Regions from separate parts of the Muntiacus reevesi genome. Here regions 2 and 3 are each linked to region 1. Evidence: chromatin contacts called from public Hi-C data. All regions are on one chromosome and are shown on one strand. The core of a region is the stretch at or near the end of the contact, and the rest is flanking DNA. Distances in the headings are between cores, read along the strand shown. Region 1 holds the start of FSD2 (fibronectin type III and SPRY domain containing 2). Region 2 holds the start of RPS17 (ribosomal protein S17). Region 3 holds the start of HOMER2 (homer scaffold protein 2).

Region 1 (3,115 bases), core at 322-2,821:
CACCTAGTGCCCTCAACAAGTAACTACTAAGTTTAATGTTTTACCTCAACGTTCTTGAGCTCAGGAACGATGCACTCACTAGGGCCCTGATGATAGAAGACCCAGTCAACCGGGTTTCCGTTCTCAAGAGGCTCACAGTTTAGTGTAGGAGGCTAAGACAACAATTAGTTCGTTTAACAAATATTTTTTCATTGTCAATATATATATAGGTGGAAAAGGTGAGGAAAGAGTGGTAACCCCAGGATCCGGACAAGGTTGCGACAAGGATTGATCACGAGTGGCGACCTCCTGACCATTTCATTGGTTGTCGCGAACCCTCCCATCTATCATCCATCCAATCGCGGAAGCGTTGTTGGAAGCCTCCCAGGCAGCAGACAGCCAATCAAAAGTGCCGAGGGTGGCGGTGGTGGGGCTGCTGACGCCAATTCCAGTTCAGCGAAAAATGACGCGGTCCGGGCTGTTCAGCGGCTGCTGGTGCGAGACCAGGCTCCGGGGAGCCAAGCACTCCGGGCGCTGACCGCCGGCGGCCATGGAGGACGAGCAGCCCGACAGCTTGGAGGGCTGGGTGCCGGTCCGTGAGGACCTCTTCGCCGAGCCCGAGCGGCACCAGCTGCGTTTCCTGGTGGCCTGGAATGGTGTGGAGGGCAAGTTCGCCGTGACTTGTCACGACCGCACGGCGCAGCGGCGGCGGCAGCGCAAGGGGAGCCAGCAGGGGCCCGAACTCGCGCCCGAGGCCGCCGCGCCCCCGCCCAGTTGGGCGGGCCTGCTCTCGGCCGCCGGGCTCCGCGGCGCGCACCGGCAACTGGCAGCGCTGTGGCCGCCGCTCGAGCGCTGCTTCCCGCGGTTGCCGCCGGAGCTAGACGCGGGCGGCGGCGGGGCCTGGGGCCTGGGGCTCGGGCTGTGGACGCTGGTGTGGCCGGCGCCCGCGGGCCCGAGCGAGGCGGCGCTGCAGGAGCTGTGCGGGCAGCTGGAACGCTACCTCGGCCAGGCGGCCGACGGCTGCGGCGGCGCGGCGGTGCGCGACGCGCTCTTCCCCGGCCAGGGCTGCGCGGCCGATTGCGAGAGCACGCGAGAATTCCGGGAGCGAGCCCTGCGCGCGCGGCGCGAAGAGGCGAGCGCGCGGCTGCGCCAGGTACGCGCCCGCCGGGCCCACGCAGGTCCTTTCCGTGTTGCTTTGCCTGGGGAGGGACGAGCGCGAGAGTGGGGCCTTCCCGTTATCTGCGTGATGCGCGGAAGGGGCGCGCAGCCTCGCAGGTGCCTCACCTGTCGGGCAGCAGCGAGGTGACTTCCGGCGGAACCCGCACGGGGCCTGGCGAGAGGACTGAGTTAAAGTTTATTCGCAGTTCAGAGCCAGAGTAGGCTCTTAAACCTTTCCCCTGGAGATATTGGCGGAGCAGGCTGTTGTGACCGGAAATGCCAGAGAATACTGAAAGAGGAACTAGAAACATCCCACGAGTGTAGGAAGTGATAACAAGGACTGAATGTAACCAAAAGCAGGTTCCGCGTATGAGGGGAAGACCCATAAGGGAGACAAGATGTGTTAGAGGATGAAGGGACTTCTGGGACCAGGCTTTTGAGGTAAGAAAGACTTGGTGAGGCGATTTCCTTGGTAGTCCAAGGAAAGAACTCCCCGTTTTTCTCTGCGAGGGGGCACTGGCTTCCAAGACCCCGTATGCGCAGTGGGGCCAACAAAACAAAACAGACTTGGTCCAGTGGAAAGCCGATAGAATATGAGCTGTATTCATTAGTTTGGAAGAGCAGCAATAGGAAAGCAGTTTTAAGCTTGAAAGAGGTTGTTAGAGCGATTGAACGATTCATTTTTTGAGCGCTAAATTTACAGAACTGAAGGGGATTTTAAAAAGGGCTTAAGAGGAAAACATGGCTCATATATCCACAACGAATTGACTGTCCTTAAGTCAAGACTGAGTTCTCTATGCTGCACCCCGACATGCCTCTCGCTTGCCCTTTCTCACTATTTGTTGTTTTAGTTGCTAAGTCGTGTCTGACCCCATTGACTGTAGCCCACCAGGCTCCTCTGTCCGTGGGATTTCCCAGGCAAGAATACTGGAGTGGCTTGTTATTTCCTTCTTCCAGGGGATCTTCCCCACCCAGGGATCGAACCCGCGTCTCCTGCATTGCAGACGGATTCTTTACCACCGCACCACCAGGGAAGCCCTTTCTCACTTTAGGTCGTTCTTAATCAAAATGATTTTTCTCTGCATTCATTTGAGGAAGGGGAGGTGTAAGAAAAATTTATCCACGTTCCAAAATCTTAATTATATTCTCTTAAGCTAAATATAGAATGAGCTTTGTATACACCCACTTCTGTTAGGTTTATTCCACTTGATAATATGAAGAAACCACAGGGCAGTTTCAGGCTAGTTAACCTTTGATCTTCAGCTTTACCATGTTGAATCACTTATTTTTCAGACACCTGGTTTCTCACAGAAAGAAGTGGTTTTCCCCTAAACTAGCATATGTTACTATTGTAAAAAGTATATACACTTTATCCAAGTTTGAGTTCATTCAGAGGTATTATGGCACTAGTATAGTTCATAATGTTAAGCTAGCTGTTGACACTGGTATAGTTCATCTGTTTACCTGGAACATGTGGGTGGGGTGAGGGCTTAAATTCACTGCATCCGTGGAAGTGCATGTAATAATTTTAGTACTCAGCTCATATTTAGAACAGGAAAGCAATTGATTCTAGAATTAGACCAATTACTAACATTGCTAGAATATAGAAAGTGAAACTGAATGTTTTGAAGTTTGAATTGTCTTAAGTTTACTTTTTCACGTGTTTTAATTTTCTTGAGGGAAACTTTTGCTTTTTTTGGGGGGGGTGGATAATCCTACTGTTAACACCTGGATAAAATGACTACTGAACATAGATCACTTTATCCTTAACTGGAGGGAAGGAAATAGAAGAATTTAAGGAGGTACTGACCGAGGCGGGGTGGGGAGTTTATATTATTACTTGATTTTATTTCTCTTCTCCTGGGCAGTAGTTTCTTACCAAATGAGTTTTTCTAGATTATAAGGGCTCAATTTATTTCTTGCCCTGCCTCAGAAGCATTCTTCAGAGGCTAGAGTCCCATTTGTGAATGGGGCCGTG
Region 2 (3,115 bases), core at 324-2,823, 240 kb before region 1:
CGTGGTCCTAACAGGACACAACATACAGGCAGGTACTAACAGATTATGGGCACCTACAACTGCTTATGGGCTTCCCTGGTGGCTCAGATGGTAAAGAATCCGCCGGCTATGTGGGAGACCTGGGTTCCACTCCTGGGTCGGGAAGATCCCCTATAGAAGTGTCTGGCAACCCACTCCACTATTCTTGCCTGGAGAATCCCAGGGACGTGGCGGGCTACAGCCCAAGGGGTCGCAAAGAGTCGGACGCGACTGGGTCACTAAGCAGAGCGCAGCTGCTTGGGGGTGGGGAGGAGTCTATGGAGACGCAGCTGAGGTCCCCCTGGAAATCAAGTACCCGAAACGGTTCTCAGGGACCTGCTTCTATCTTTCAGGATAAACCAGAGATCCAGAGTAAGACCCAGAAAGTTTACCTCAGGGACGTAATTGTCTCTCCTCTCTCTCTCCTCCTCCTGCAGCTTGATGGAGATACCTCTCACCGGGCCTCTCTGAATCCGCTTCATCAGATGTGTGACGTAGCTACAAAGCGCCCCAAGAACACACATTGGTCCCCACGGTACACAGCACGTCTGGATGTGCACGTAGGAGTTTCAGTTCTTTTCCCGCAGTGAGAAGAGTCATCATCATCATCTTGGGAGTCCTGACTCTAAAAATCTTCTACATACACAGAACCTCTACACGCAGCTCCGCTTAACCATGCATGCCTGTCCTCTGAATTCATGTTCGTTTGTAAAATCACCAAATACTCCAACAAACTTTCGCGATCCCTCCCAACCCTCATCTGCTTTCCTTCCAGTTCCAGTTTACGCAATACAACAGCATATCAAGTAGATCTTTAAATATTCTCTTTCACAGATCGACTGGGGCTAACTTCGTCCAAGCGCCACTGTCAAACAGCCAAGTATCAGCAACGTGAACACAAGACAACTTCACCAAGAAACCCCACAGATGCACAGCTCCCAGGACCCACCCGCGGGGCCACGGAGGCCCTGGAAGCCGAACGCAGACTCGACTCACCCTGCGATCTTATTGCGGAGTTTCTTGCTGGGAATAATAGCGATTTCCTCGCACACCCGCTTGTTGGTGTGGAAGTCATTGCCCAGGCGCGTATAGTACTTCTCAATGATGACCCGGGCCGCCTTCTTTACGGTTTTGGTGCGAACGCGGCCCTGCGGGTGGAGAAAATAGGGTCACTCGCGAGGCAGGACCACCCCGCTCCAGGAAACAACGCGGCGTCATACCCTGACCCGAGTTGGGTTCGTGAGCTGGGGCTGAGCCCGGTAGAGTAAAGGCCCGGCCGGGCAGTACTGGAGCGCGGGGTCAACGCGGAAACCAGTCACCTACGGAGGCTTCAGCCTCACAGGGCAGTGCGCGCCTCCTCACGGGCTGGGAACTGAGGGAAACGGCGGATGGAGGACGATTCTGGTGGATACGAACTTGAAGCCAATACACCTACCATGTTGGCGGGTCCTTGGTAAAAGAGGAAAGAGGAAACACAAGAGAGACCTATAAAGCGCAGGCCTGAAAGCCGCTTCCGCCTAGCCTGGGACGCGCTGAGCCTACTCCAGCGCACCACAGCGACCCCTAGCGGGGCGGAGGCAAAATAGAATGGAAATGTGGACGGCTCGTCTGCATCCGGTAGGCGGAACGAGCTGTTGACCCGCCCCCTGATGGTCAAGGCCCTTCCGCTCCGCCCCGCCTATGTCGTCTTAGGCTGGTGTCTGAAAGCCTTTTTTTTTTTTTTTTTTTTTAAGCCTTCTACAGTGGTTTCTACAGCTTCTACATCTGTCCTGAGTATTCATTGGAAGGACTGACGCTGAAGCTGAAACTCCAATACTTTTGTTGGCCACCTGCTGCGAAGAATGGACTCATTGGAAAAGACCATGCTGGGAAAGGTTGCAGGCGGGAGAAGGGGACGACAAAGGATGAGATGGTTGGATGGCATCACTGACTCGATGGACACGAGTTTGAGTAAGCTGACTTTACCCCAGCGGCTTGCAGTAGGAGAGGTGCATCTCTTCCCCATACACCGGGGGTGGTGGGTGTGTTGGGGGGGCGGGGGTGGGGGGAGGAGGTGGACAGCGGCAGCGAGTGGAAGCACGGAAAAGTGAGAAGGTAGGGGATGGCCTCGCACACAGGGTCCCCACCAAGTCCATGGCTCAGAGCCTTGTGGCCTGGTGGGGACACAAGTACAACTGGGAAACAGTTATCTCACTTATGAATCTTTACTCAAATGTCACCTTACCCAAGGGGCTTTTCCTCCAATTTATGTAGCACTGTCTTTTTTTTTTTTTTTTTTAAGCACTTCAGTTCAGTCGCTTAGTCGTGTCCGACTCTGCGACGCCATGAACCGCAGCAGGCCATGCCTCCCTGTCCATCACCAACTCCCGGAGTCTACCCAAACCCATGTCCATTGAGTCGGTGATGCCATCCAACCATCTCATCCTCTGTCATCCTCTTCTCCTGTCCTCAATCTTTTCCAGCATCATGGTCCTTTCAAATGAGTCAGCTCTTTGCATCAGGTGGCCAAAGTATTGGAGTTTCAGCTTCAGCATCAGTCCTTTCAATGACCACCCAGGACTGACCTCCTTTAGGATGTACTGGTTGGATCTCCTTGCAGTCCAAGAGACTCTCAAGAGTCTTCTCCAACACCACAGTTCAAAAGCATCAATTATTTGGCGCTCAGCTTTCTTTACAGTCCAACTCTCACATCCATACATGACCACTGAAAAAACCATAGCCTTGACCAGATAGACCTTTGTTGGCAAAGTAATGTCTCTGCTTTTTAATATGCTATCTAGGTTGGTCATAACTTTCCTTCCAAGGAGTAAGCGTCTTTTAATTTCATGGCTGCAATCGCCATCTGCAGTGATTTTGGAGCCCAGAAAAATAAAGTCAGCCACTGTTTCCCCATCTATCTGCCATGAAGTGATGGGACCGGATGCCATGATCTTAGTTTTCTGAATGTTGAACTTTAAGCCAACTTTGCCATTCTCCTCTTTCACTTTCAACAAGAGGCTCTTTAGTTCTTCACTTTCTGCCATAAAGGTGGTATCATCTGCATATCAGGTTATTGATATTTCTCCCGGCCATCTTGACTCCAGCTTGTGCTTTCTCC
Region 3 (3,115 bases), core at 336-2,835, 160 kb after region 1:
AAGTTCTCATTACCTAGAAATAACACTATAATAAAGTCACAAGGAAATCAGAAAGCTGGACTCAAAAACTGATTTCCCAAATATCGTCTCTGACTGCTGATACCAACCAGGCAAGCATTTGCCTGAGTTTTTCAACTGTTACACTGCTACTCATCTTTATTCCAATTTCCCCTTCAAGTTTATTATTTCCTATTCCCTCTTCCTAAATATGGGTTATTTCCTGAGCTGTGGATTTTGGCCTTCTGCTTTTCTCTATAAATCCTTTCTCCTTCGGAAAGATCATAAACACTGATGTTTTCAACTGTTGTTTCTTCACGGATGACTCACACATTTACCTATTTAGGTACAGCCTCTCTTTCAACAGCTTTAGTCATGTATTTCTAAAACCCTCTTAAGATTTTTCTTCTGAATATTTCACTACTATCTCAAATTCTACAAATCTTTTTTGAGCTCTGAGCTCATTTTTTAGCTCAACACATGCTATGCACATCCCTTCTCAGTTACAATTTCCCAAGACTTAAAAATTGGGAGTCTTTTCTGATTCTTCCTGATCCTTTTCTCCCATCATCCACTTGGCTACTATACCACTCAGTTATTGTAATCTTGGTCTTTCTGCTCTCACCTTTATTACCGAACACCAAGACTATCCTATCTCCCCATCCATACTCTCTTTCATACTTGAGCCAGGATAGTGTCTGTAAAACGTGGATTGGAACATTCACAGTTCATCATTCATTCCACAAACACTGAGTGCTTATTTTATACAGTACACTACATTACACACTCAGGAAGCAGAAATGAATGATTATGGTCTCGAAGGGAAACAAGACTTGTACAAAAATAATTTTAGTTTCAACCGAGAAACTAGTACTTAATGAACAGATTAAGAATGGTTCCCAGAGCATAATGAACACTCAGTAGGAAAACTTATTTCTAGATGGAGCTACTATTTCATTCAGCTTTAATTAAAGGACAGAATTTCAACATCCCAAGATAGATGAGCCTCTACAGAGACTCCCCTGAATTTCTTGTCTCTAGTCAATTTCTATTGATTGAGAAAGGCCAAGAACGCTGGTCAGTATCAACGGGGAAAACAGAAATGGCATCAAATAGAAACATTGATGTTTCCAAGCTGAAAACTCATAAGAGTATTAAGGAAATGCGGGAGCCACTCTGGAAAGCAATTCGGGATGAAGGAGGCCAAAACACACTGCGAAACAGTCAGCCTTTATACACCTACGAACATTCCAGAAGAAACGGACAAGACTCCTGAAGGGAGCTGGGTACTGACGACTTAAGCTGGAGCAGAGCGGGGCCGTGTTTCGGCAAAAACAGGTACAAAACGGACCAGAGAAATCTTACTACTGAGGTTCGCCGGAACAGGAGTGAAAGCTGTAGCATCGCTGAAGGGATCCCCTCGGGCCTACTCTGCGGCAGGCAATCGCCTCAAGTTCCTCACGCAGACTCGGCGCCGGCGGCCAAAAGCAGCTTTTCCCGCCCTTCTCAGCTAAGAAGTTCCAGAACTTTCATCCCTAGCCGTCGCCGGTTCCAAATTAAGGGGGCTCAAAATACAGCGATGCGTCTCTTCCTGCCAGTCACCAGGCCGGCTGGAAGCGCACGGAAAGCATCAACACTTCTAGTCCGACCTAACTACTCTCGCAGAGCCCCGGGCGAGCCAGCAGCATCTTTGAAAAAACTGCGGAAAATACAGAGTCGGAGATCCCGCGAGATTTCACAGGCCTGCCTTGGCCTCAGCGCGCCGGAAGCGGAAGTCGAGAGGCGGTCGAATTCTGGCCGAAGTGGCTCTGTTACCTGGGAGAGGTGGAGGCGTGTATACAGGGGTCCTGTGCCAGCGCCCTGGACCGGAGGTAGGTTTCCCTGCGCATCCGGAGCCCTGAGCTGGATAGACACAGTCCTGGGCGGAGGAGTCGTTCGTTCGGGCTGCAGGGGACAGGGAGTCGGGCCGGCAGGCCGAACTGAGTGGCCGGCGAGGTGTCCTTGGGCTCTGCAGTTTTGGGACCAGACTTTTTGGCGAAACCAGAAGCCGCTTCCCCCTCACGGCCTCTAATTTCCTTCGCACCTGGCGCCGAGGTGCTTTAGAAGAAGCCCAACAGACAAAGCTGCGAGAGAGAACTGAGAAACGCAGCGGTTCTCAGTCGGTGTCTTCGTCGGTTAATTCTCTGGGTTCATCTCTCAGGGCATGACAACCCATTCTGGGGAGTCCTTTCCGAGGTTAGTGACTCACAGGGAAAGTTCCCTGTGGTTTTATTTAGGGCCTAGAAACTAGCCGTCTCGAGTACACATCTGTACTTTGTTTGTTGTTGTGGTGGTGGTTTTTTAACAGAAAAGAACACACTTTGTCAAGTTTTATTCACGCTCGAATTGATTTTGAAGGCCCAGAGGACACGTCTTGTAGCATCTTCTAGCTCTTCGGTAGTACTTTCAGCTCCAATTTCCTCTTTCAGATTAGCGTCGGAAGTCTTTTAATCCCACCACTTAATTAACAAGACCCTTACGGTTCCCGTCCCCGCGGCACACACCTTTTGAGGATTTCTTTCAAGGGATTCAAGTTTTTTGTTTTTCTTCCCACAGATCTACACAATCTAAACATTAAACAGAACAGCCGCTTCAAACCCCTGAGGTGAGTAAAGCATGGATCAATGAAAATCCTATTTAAGTTTCATCCTCACCAATAATGATAAAGGTGATAAACATTTGCTTATTTATGGGAGGGGGATCCTGGGAGAACATAAAAATACAGTAGCACATTTGCCTTGCCTTATGATTTTTATCACCCCTCTGGTTAGTTTTGGGTCATCTTTCTGGTGATTCCTGTGATTACTATAGAAATTGAGGCACTGTTTTAATTTGCTGAATCTATTATAAACTATACCTTGGATTTGAGAATTTTGACAGCTGTTTGCCAATCTCAGACACATTGGTATTTAATAAGACATACTCTAATGTCTAGAAGTTAAAACATCTAGATACTGTTTCTTTAATCCAAATAATTTTGTTTAATTTTGTTGGGACAACAGTAGTATTATAAATATTCGCATGAGTTTTGAGGGATTTGGAGGAAAGACAAACTAATGAAAAAGCTATCTTCTAATAT

What was found. Hi-C and Micro-C count contacts between places; a contact is called where the count stands out from the background.
Region 2: a Hi-C map of muscle shows a contact between it and region 1, with 6 times the contacts expected there. The contact joins the promoter of RPS17 here to the promoter of FSD2 in region 1. A contact is called at or near these places in 2 of 3 Hi-C or Micro-C datasets (blood and muscle).
Region 3: a Hi-C map of blood shows a contact between it and region 1, with 3 times the contacts expected there. The contact joins the promoter of HOMER2 here to the promoter of FSD2 in region 1. A contact is called at or near these places in 2 of 3 Hi-C or Micro-C datasets (blood and muscle).

The regions. Positions count from the first base shown.
Region 1 is chr15:21,458,682-21,461,796 of mMunRee1.1, forward strand. FSD2 (fibronectin type III and SPRY domain containing 2) reads right to left here and starts at 1,572. Exons shown (of 15, transcript XM_065906752.1): 1 at 1,264-1,572. WHAMM (WASP homolog associated with actin, golgi membranes and microtubules) reads left to right here and starts at 404. Exons shown (of 10, transcript XM_065906750.1): 1 at 404-1,132. The coding sequence starts at 530.
Region 2 is chr15:21,221,916-21,225,030 of mMunRee1.1, forward strand. It overlaps RPS17 (ribosomal protein S17), which reads right to left and starts at 1,574. Exons shown (of 5, transcript XM_065906188.1): 1 at 1,454-1,574; 2 at 1,015-1,166; 3 at 411-516. The coding sequence starts at 1,456.
Region 3 is chr15:21,616,750-21,619,864 of mMunRee1.1, forward strand. HOMER2 (homer scaffold protein 2) reads right to left here and starts at 1,586. Exons shown (of 9, transcript XM_065906038.1): 1 at 1,363-1,586. It overlaps RAMAC (RNA guanine-7 methyltransferase activating subunit), which reads left to right and starts at 1,739. Exons shown (of 4, transcript XM_065906046.1): 1 at 1,739-1,868; 2 at 2,593-2,641.